2 separate regions of the Mus musculus genome follow, and region 1 is linked to region 2. The links are chromatin contacts, called in public Hi-C maps. All regions are on one chromosome and are shown on one strand. The core of a region is the stretch at or near the end of the contact, and the rest is flanking DNA. Distances in the headings are between cores, read along the strand shown.

Region 1 (4,425 bases), core at 686-3,185, 130 kb before region 2:
TGATAGGCAGGTGCTTAGCTCTAAACAGACATCTACGTCACTCCCTCAAGCTCAGAGAACATCATAGAAGAGAAAGCAGGAAGCATATAAGAGCCAGAGATGGGGGAATTCAGACTCTAGCATATTGTGAAACAGTATCTCCAGAACATGGCGTAGCTATTTCACACACATCCTCACATCAGTGGTAGTTACAGGCATAAGACCTGCACAAGGCCACTCCTACCAATGTTCCATTATGGATGGGGGAGAGACGGTGATGACAGGATAATGGTGGTGGAGCATATGATCAAAATATATTGTATATGTGCATGGAGTTATGAATATAGAGCAACAGTAAAAATTGAGCCTAGCTCAAGGCTCCTTGTTTGTTTTCCTTGTAAGGTTGCTTTTTCTGGCATAGTTCATTCCGCATGCTGCCAAACCAATGAAGACCTGCCTTGTGGCACGCGTGGGTCACCATGGACCTCAGAAAACACTGATCTTCAAACTAAAACATCTTCCATGTCTGAACTGCCCCCACGCTTCTAGCACTCATACAGGGTTAGCATTCATACAGCTCTCCTGCTCCTCTGCAGTTTGGAACCCAAGGTGCTAGCAATGCAGATACAAGGGTGTCTCTGAGCTTTCCCTATGAGTGATCCTAATGGAAACTCAGTGTTCATTCATTCCACAATTTACTGAATATCTGTTTTGCTCTGAGGGTTCTAACAAGGGCTAAATTAGGGTGAATTCAGACTCTGGCATAGAGTAGATACCAAAATATACAACCTGATGTGTGTGTGTGTATGTGTGTGTGTGTTTATATCTTGAAATTAATATGCAATGATAATTAAAAGCACATATATACTCTGACAGATTAGGTCAGCTCTTGATGTCACCGCTACTGTAGAAGTCATAAGGTGTAGGGCTATTTAAATAACCATGTGCCTTAGCTTGTTCATCTGCTAGAGAATATGGATACTATAGAACTCCTTTTTCCATGATAAGAACTAACTGAAGCAATATATGCAAGGCATCTATCATAATACATGGGTTAGAGGAAGTGTTGAATATAGTTGCAATTCTTACTGCTATCAGGATGCTTGCTGGAGGACAGCAGTGTCTGCCAATTAGATAGTGTGGTGAGGAGGAACGGTGCCCAGGCTTTTTATTCCAATAGCCATGTGTTGGATCTCAGCTCAATCGCGGTGTGAATCTGGACCAATCACTGCTCTGCAGCGCCTTAGTTTCTCAGCGGTGGGTGCTCATCATCCAGTAGGATACTTGGGAGGCACCTGTACAATACTGCAATATCCCGTGCATCCATGTATGCTGGAGACAAGGAATGAACATCGGTTCCTCTTAAACAAAGGAGGTAGGCCTCTGCCTTTGCCTTCTGAGAGTTCATAATCTCACTGTGGAGACTGAACATGCTCACATATAATAACTGATAAACCTATTTGCCACGAAAGAGTTGTGGCTATCAGGTGCGGGAATTTGTATAAGTCAGTAGTTTGCGCTGGAGAAACGGTGTTTTACTAAAAAGAGATTTTAATTCACAAGCCAGTTTCTTTCATCTCTCTTTCTCCCATCCACTCCTTCTTCGCTCCTAAACCTGAGGATACCCTAGCGTGGCCATGAAAAGCTTGTGTGGAGGGCAGCGATCCATGGTCCTCCAGCCAGCAGTTTGCAGATGTGCTCTGCTTCTGCTTCTGCTGGTGATATTCACAGCAGTCGGGTTAGGATTCCATTTTTGCAGGCCTCATTTTTCATTTGCTGTCTGAGATTCAGTGGCCTGGCACCTGGAACCACTGCGGGAAAGACTTACTTAACATTCAGAATCGATGAACAAGCAGAAGAAACGGTTTTTTTCCTGGAAGCGGACAGCAAATGCTGTAGGGCTTAGCTTCTGTTCTCAGCAGGGGTTTAATACACTTCTCCGTGCTTCCTGTGGCCAACTGCCTCCCCCGCCCCCACCTCATTGCCAAATAAGATGCCTCAGAATTATCCCTGGGCTTCCTCTCCTGGAAGTGTTGCAGCCCAGGATCTTTGAGTGTCATTATCGCTTCCTATTAATTGTGGCCTCTGGACTTGCTCACTGTTTGTGGGAGCACTCTTTTCTCAGTTCCTTTCCATGTAACTCTTCCGGGACTTGCCCCGTGAAACAAAAGACTGTGCAAAAGATCTCGGAGCCAGCAGGCCTTTTCTTTGCCTCATTATGTGTGGGTTCGGGCTGCTGATTAATGCAGGTTTATACTCTAGAGTTTCCCACAACCTCCGCCTCCTACTCCAGGAGATTGGCCAGCACAGGTGGAGCCTTTGGGGGTGACCCCTCCTCCGTTTGTTTTCGACTGTAGATAATGAGCTTGGTGTTTACTGCGGGTCCAGGCAGGCGCTTTCGTATCCTGCTGCCCTTCACTCTTCAATCCCTCTGAGGTGGCAGAAGCATCATAGTTGTTCTGGAGGTTTCACCCTCCCACCCCCATATCAACATCATTGTGGAGCGAGCAGACATTTTATATACCATCGTACACATTCCCAACTGCAGTTCATGGGTGGACTGCAGTGTAACAGGATCGGCTCTGTCAATCTATTCCCTGAGATTTTGGGTTCGGGACTGAAAGATTTAGGCTAGTCTCCTCATGGGGACTGGAGCTAGATATGATGGTGAGGAAAACTGGATGATAGTTTTTCTCCTGCGTGGTAACTGTGAGCGGGGAATGGAGCTGCACACAGAAAGGAGAGGGAGAGAGAATCGCAGAAGGCAATCCCTGAAGGCACCCGCAGTCTTTCTACCTGTCGGGTAGAGTCTTCACTAGGTACCAAAGGGAATCTCAGACATTTCCAATACAGTGTTTCCAGCCCAGAATAGTGCAAGTCGATTTCTGTCTCAAATCGTCAGAAGCTGCTAATTAGTACAATATATTTTTTTAAGCTGTTGCCAGTTTTATGGTTTTGAATCCCTCACAAGGAGAAAAGTTAGGTTATTAGTCATCATCCTTCTAATATGTAGGAAAATGCTAAAATTTTAATGTGCTAAAGAAAAGTCACCAATTAAACTCAAAAGAATTGAAAAATAAGGTATTGATTAGATATCTATTCACCCAAGTTCACACACTGTTTACAACCAAAGGAAATGAACATTCCAGGTGCTGGCTGACGGCAACAAAATGTGGATTGCATATTTGACGAAATATTATACAGCCTTAAAAAGGAACAGCCCCATTTTGGATATTAGTAGAGGAGAGCAAGTAAGAGGCCTGAGAACAAGATGTTCTCCTGGTATAAACCTCCTCTCTCTTAAAAGATGAACCAAAGACTAAGTAGACCCTGTATTCTGGAGTTCTAGCCCTAACATAGACTTTCCCTAAAGTTATTTTCTGAGATGTAGTTCCACCTCTAAAAGATATTTTTTAAATTCCATATACATTTTTAAAAAATGATACTCAGGAGGCAAACTCTGTGAGTTCCAGACCAACCTGGTTTACATAATGAGTTCCAGACCAACCTGGTTTGCATAATGAGTTCCAGGCCAATCTGGAGAGGAAAAACAATAACAGACAGACAGACAGACAGAAAATAGACAAAAACAAGCCAAAAAGAAATAATGGATTAAAAAAAAATCAATGCAGATTTTGTCAGGAGGAATTCAACTAAACTTTTATTTGCTAGTTCGGACCATACTGGGGATCGCTGTTCATGACATTCTGGGAGGGTATGGTGGTCAACTGAACACATAGATAGGAAGTAATCTTACCTCCAGAATAGTCCACAGACAACTCACCTATCTATGAACTTTGAGGACATTATGCTAAGTAAGATAAGCCAGTCGCAAAGATACAAACACTATCTGAGAGTCTTTAGATGACATATCTGGAGCACACAAATCCATGGAGACAGAGACCACAATGGTGGTTAGTGGGCAAGGAACACTGGGAAAGTGGGATGTTGACCAATGAGTATAAAGCTTTAGTATTGACATGGACAGGAAAGGGTTCTCAAGATTAGCTGCACAACAACATGAATGTACTCCACACTATGAACTGCATGCTCACAAATGATTATGGCGGCAAAATTCATAACACATGTTTTACCATAACTTTAAAACCATCAGCAAATTCCATAAATAACATTGTGACTTATGGGATAGAGCAAAAAAATGGCAGAACTAACCTTCACGTTGGGTGAAATGTCTAAATCCTCTTTGTGCCTTTGAGCTCTCTTGTCTTTGTTTCATTTTTGAGATGGGTTTCCACTCAATGTTGCCCAGACTGGCCTCAAACTCACAACCTTCTCACCTGAGCTTCCCAAGTAAGTAAGGGTTTGGTTTTATTCTTGGTTGGTTGCTTGCTTGCTTGGTTGTCACACTGAGGATCAAACTAAGAGCACTTGGGTAAGTGCTCTACCACTAAATTATATCTCCTAACCTGGCTTTGAATTTTGAGA
Region 2 (4,147 bases), core at 748-3,247:
TCCATCTTCCGTGTGGAAAGGCTCATTAGCATTTGCTCTAACTGGCTGGGTTAACAAGCAAAACCAACTTCTCCCTCGGGCGATGCTCTCTAACCCCACCCAGCTCTGATAAAAATAATTGCTGGTTTGCTGTGAACTCTGTGTGTGTGTGTGTGTGTGTGTGTGTGTGTGTGTGTGTGTGCCCTTTGCCAGAAGAGCAGACAATCTATCCTGTCATCTACTTTCTTGTTAAACTGCTGCTGCTGCTGCTGCTGCTGCTGCTGCTGCTGCTATCTTAATGATCTCTATTGTCACTTAGATCCTAGCTGGTGTAGGCAGGATCAATTGTCTACGTGACAGTTTTGAGAAGGCAGGAAGAGAGGATAGTCCCTGGTCCACGGGTGCCTGACTATTCCTCCTTAGACACCGGCCATTACACTTTACATGATGAGAGGCTGGTGTCTGCGAAGGTGCACATGGGAGGAACGGGTTCTTTGGGGGGCTGAGGCTGCGAGATCTGAGCAGACAGGTGCAGACCCCAGAGCTGAGTTGTCAGAACCCTCAGGGGGCTTCCTATAGAAACAGGACTCAGGGCAGGGAGCCTGGCTTTCTGGAATTATGAGGTAGGGAGGTGCTAGAGTTAGCCTGCAGGGGACAGGCATGCAGCTGTGGCTTCAAGATGATGGCAGTGGTGTCCATGAACTGGAAACAAGGAAATACAGATACATAGGACCTAGGAAAATCCCAGAAGAAACACGGATTTGTAGGGATTATAGAATGAGGACCTTAAACTGGGGGGTTGGGATCAGAGAGTAGAAAAGAAAAAAAAAAATCAGTAGATCTGAGAGACACCTCAGCATTGACAATATTTAGACTGGAGACTCAGCTGAAGTCAGTGAAGGGTTAATGCTGCTCCTGAACAAGGAGCCTACATGAATGCCCTGTGCTCTGGCTTCTATGTTTGGTCTTTCACTGATACCTCTAATGCAACGAAGAAAAAGAGACTAAAAAAAAAAAAAAGTACTTTATGTAGATGCAGAGAACTTCCATTCAGTCTCCTCCTTTGAGTAGTCTGGGTGCTGCCATTCCACACACAGAAGCAGTCAGACACATTTGGGGAGCTCCGCTGGATCAGTCCCTGACTGCATGTGCACGTGGGCACGTGCATGTATACACACACACACACACACACACACACACACTTGTCCTCATCGCCAGTAAAAAAAGAAAGAAAGAAAGAAAGAAAGAAAGAGAGAGAGAGAGAGAGAGGGAGGGAGGGAGGGAGGGAGGGAGGGAGGGAGGGAGGGAGGGAGAGAGAGAGAGAGAGAGAGAGAGAGAGAGAGAGAGAGAGAGAGAGAAAGAAAGAAAGAAAGAAAGAAAGAAAGAAAGACAGAAGCTGGTTCCCGTGATGGCTGAGAAGTAGAGTTAAGGGTGGTTGACAAAGTACTGGCACTGAAGTAACGTTCAGTTCTTGCCCCCAGATGATACGGTGGCTTCTGGTTTGGTTACAACAAAAAGGATGCCACACTGTCACCCTTCCTAGCTCTGTGTTCTCCTCTTCTCTTGGTTCCCCTTCAGTGCAATTGGATTCATAACACTGTCTATCTGGAGCGATGCTGGGGATTAAGTGAGTTCATAGAAGAAGCTTAGGCTGCTGCCTGGCACACTAAGGAGGATTTTGCTTTTTATTCCACTCCATGACAGCCCTTGGCACTACATGTTGAGCATCAGTTGGCAGATACTGCCGTGGTAATTTGAAAAAAAAAAAAGAAATTTTAAAATTTGTCAGTGCACGCTGACAACTGTCCCAGCTAGGATTCTGGTGGGAACGGGGTGGCTCTGTGGGGTGTGGGAGTGGAGGTGGGGATCCGCCTCTGTAATTTGAAGAAAGCCCATTGACATCAACCAGACCACAAAGCCTTGCAAAGTAAAAATGCCAACAGGTGCTGGCACAGTGACCAGAATTAGAGCCAGCTATGACTCATAACCTGCCATCTGGCTAGCCAAGGATGGTCAAGGCCATATTTGACCCTTCGCTTCCTAGCCAGGACAGGAAGAGGAATTACTAGCAAGTGGAAAGGGTGGTTGTATGGTCAAGACTTCTGGTTAGGCTGTTCCTTCTATAAAGGGCCATAGCTCACCATGGTAGTCTGGCAGTGATGGAGATGGGTTCTAAGCCTGATATCAACCTCTTTCCCCTCCCTTGGTGGAACCCAACAAGGGGGATGGAGCAGTAGAGAAGAATAGGACGGGAATCATCCTTTGTTTGATAATTGCAGGATTATGGGGTCAGCGGCTGAGTTATGTTTATAAATTCCCTGCTAAAAGAGTTTGTTGATGAGAAGCAATGTACAGAAGCAACACGACACCATTCCCAAGCACAGAGATTTTACTTCAGTCTTCCTCATCTCTAGGCAGGAGTTGCAGAAAGGCCCTGGTCCCAGTGTGCTCCTCTCCCACATACTCTCACTCGACTCTTACTCATCAGACAAGTGGGGGGGGGGGGTTTCAGCATCTTGGAAACGTGCCTCTGAGTTCTGGAAGTCTTGTTCGCCACAGAGAGATGGAGGGCTGGGCCATCAGGGAACAGAAAGGGTGGTGGAGAAAATGTCTAGAGCTGAGGAATAACTCTAAAATAGTACAGTAAAATAGACACATTAGAGCTGTGAACACAGGTCACTGGTAAAGTGCATGATGAACACATACAAGACCTTGGATGTAGCCCCGGGACCAAAACTTTGACCAATTGATTAATTTAGTAGGCTGACAAAAACTCATCAGCTAATATCAAGCATGGACATACTGAGAGCTGTACATGGCTAATAGGAGAACAACAAGCCACATGGCTAATAGGAGAAAGGGCTCAGAGAGGCAATGATGAATCAGAACATCGACTCATTACTGGATCTCTCTCCTTGCCCGATATTGTTCTGAATTTCTGGTCGATGGTTGAGAAAAAGAGCCCTTAGAATGACTAAGGTCAGAGTATGCAGTCAGTATGGGTGTCCCCCCCCCCCCCCGGTGTAACTGCAGCTCCATGAAATGTCTGTTTACGTCTCTTCCTCCAGAATGTGACTTTGAAGAAAACCATCTCTGTGGCTTTGTGAACCGCTGGAATCCCAATGTGAACTGGTTCGTGGGAGGAGGAACTGCGAAGAACACCCACTCCATCCTCCCACAGGATCACACCTTCAGGAGTGAGCACGGTGAGCCGACCACAAATGCAGTCTTCTTTCCAGGGTGAACGTTGCCTTCAACTCCCACTGCCTGGCTTTGGTCGACAGAATAAGGGGTGGGGACACAATGGAAGACCAGGTGGAAGAGGCAGGAGAGAGGGACAATCTATGAGACAGAAAACTGCAGACATAAGCTTGTATGTAGCTAAGGAAGCCACAGAGTGAGTCTTCGGCTCATCTATAACCTTGGCTGTTTTTACATTCCCATGAAATGTTTTACTTCTTATCTATTTGGCTGTTCTCATTTCTAAAGACAAGGCTGTCTTTATTAAAAATAGATCGCAGGGTGACCAGCCCTTAAGAATTTCCCATGAGACCACCAATGCTAATGATTATTCCTTCTGAAGGGTGCAATAGGGCCCCCTGGTGGCCAAGTACGCAAGCACTCTGCAAGGAAAATGCAGAGGCTCTCACAGCGAGGGCAGGAGAAAGTCCGAAGGTAGACCAGAGCAAGGGTGTCCTTCCTCCGGTGTCTCACTGGTCACATCTGGCCTTGGTAGTTTTGTAAATCACTATGTCTCCTCATCTCCAAGACAGAGCAGTCCCCCAGTCTGTGGTCTTTCCTAAGTATTGCGAAGATCCTGGCTTTCCTCGAAAGCGAACGTAAGGACATTGGATCCTTTGCATTTTCACTCCTGATACATCCTCACAGATAGTGAAGAGTCCATTCAGTTTTGATTATTTACTCATGACTGCGTGGACCCTTAGCTGGACACAAGGCAACTGTTTGTGGTTTCTTACTCTCTGTCCTTTACTGACTGCAGTTTCTCATTATCTAAATGTTTAAAAACATGTCTCCAACTTTATGTCCAGTGTATCCATTCTACAGGTCACTTGGGCTCTGGAGTCTACATCTTGACAACACCACTCTCTTTGTTAATACTCCCCCTCCTCCTTGTACCCAGAATCTCAGACTCAGTTTTCCACAAGGG

The links. A called contact is a pair of places that touch in the nucleus more often than the background predicts.
Region 1: a Hi-C map of muscle stem cells shows a contact between it and region 2, with 2.8 times the contacts expected there. A contact is called at or near these places in 2 of 39 promoter capture datasets (embryonic stem cells and liver), 109 of 484 Hi-C or Micro-C datasets (B cells, the C10 cell line, CD8 T cells and 66 more), 18 of 130 datasets of targeted methods (CD8 T cells, bone marrow-derived dendritic cells, embryonic hindbrain and 6 more) and 1 of 9 other capture datasets (embryonic stem cells).

The regions. Positions count from the first base shown.
Region 1 is chr19:23,505,186-23,509,610 of GRCm38.p6, reverse strand. All of the region lies in intron 1 of Gm34012 (a long non-coding RNA gene), which reads right to left. Among named protein-coding and RNA genes, the nearest start is that of Gm34012, 11 kb to the right of the region's middle.
Region 2 is chr19:23,372,956-23,377,102 of GRCm38.p6, reverse strand. Mamdc2 (MAM domain containing 2) reads left to right here. Exons shown (of 14, transcript NM_174857.3): 5 at 3,048-3,185. Among named protein-coding and RNA genes, the nearest start is that of Mamdc2, 73 kb to the left of the region's middle.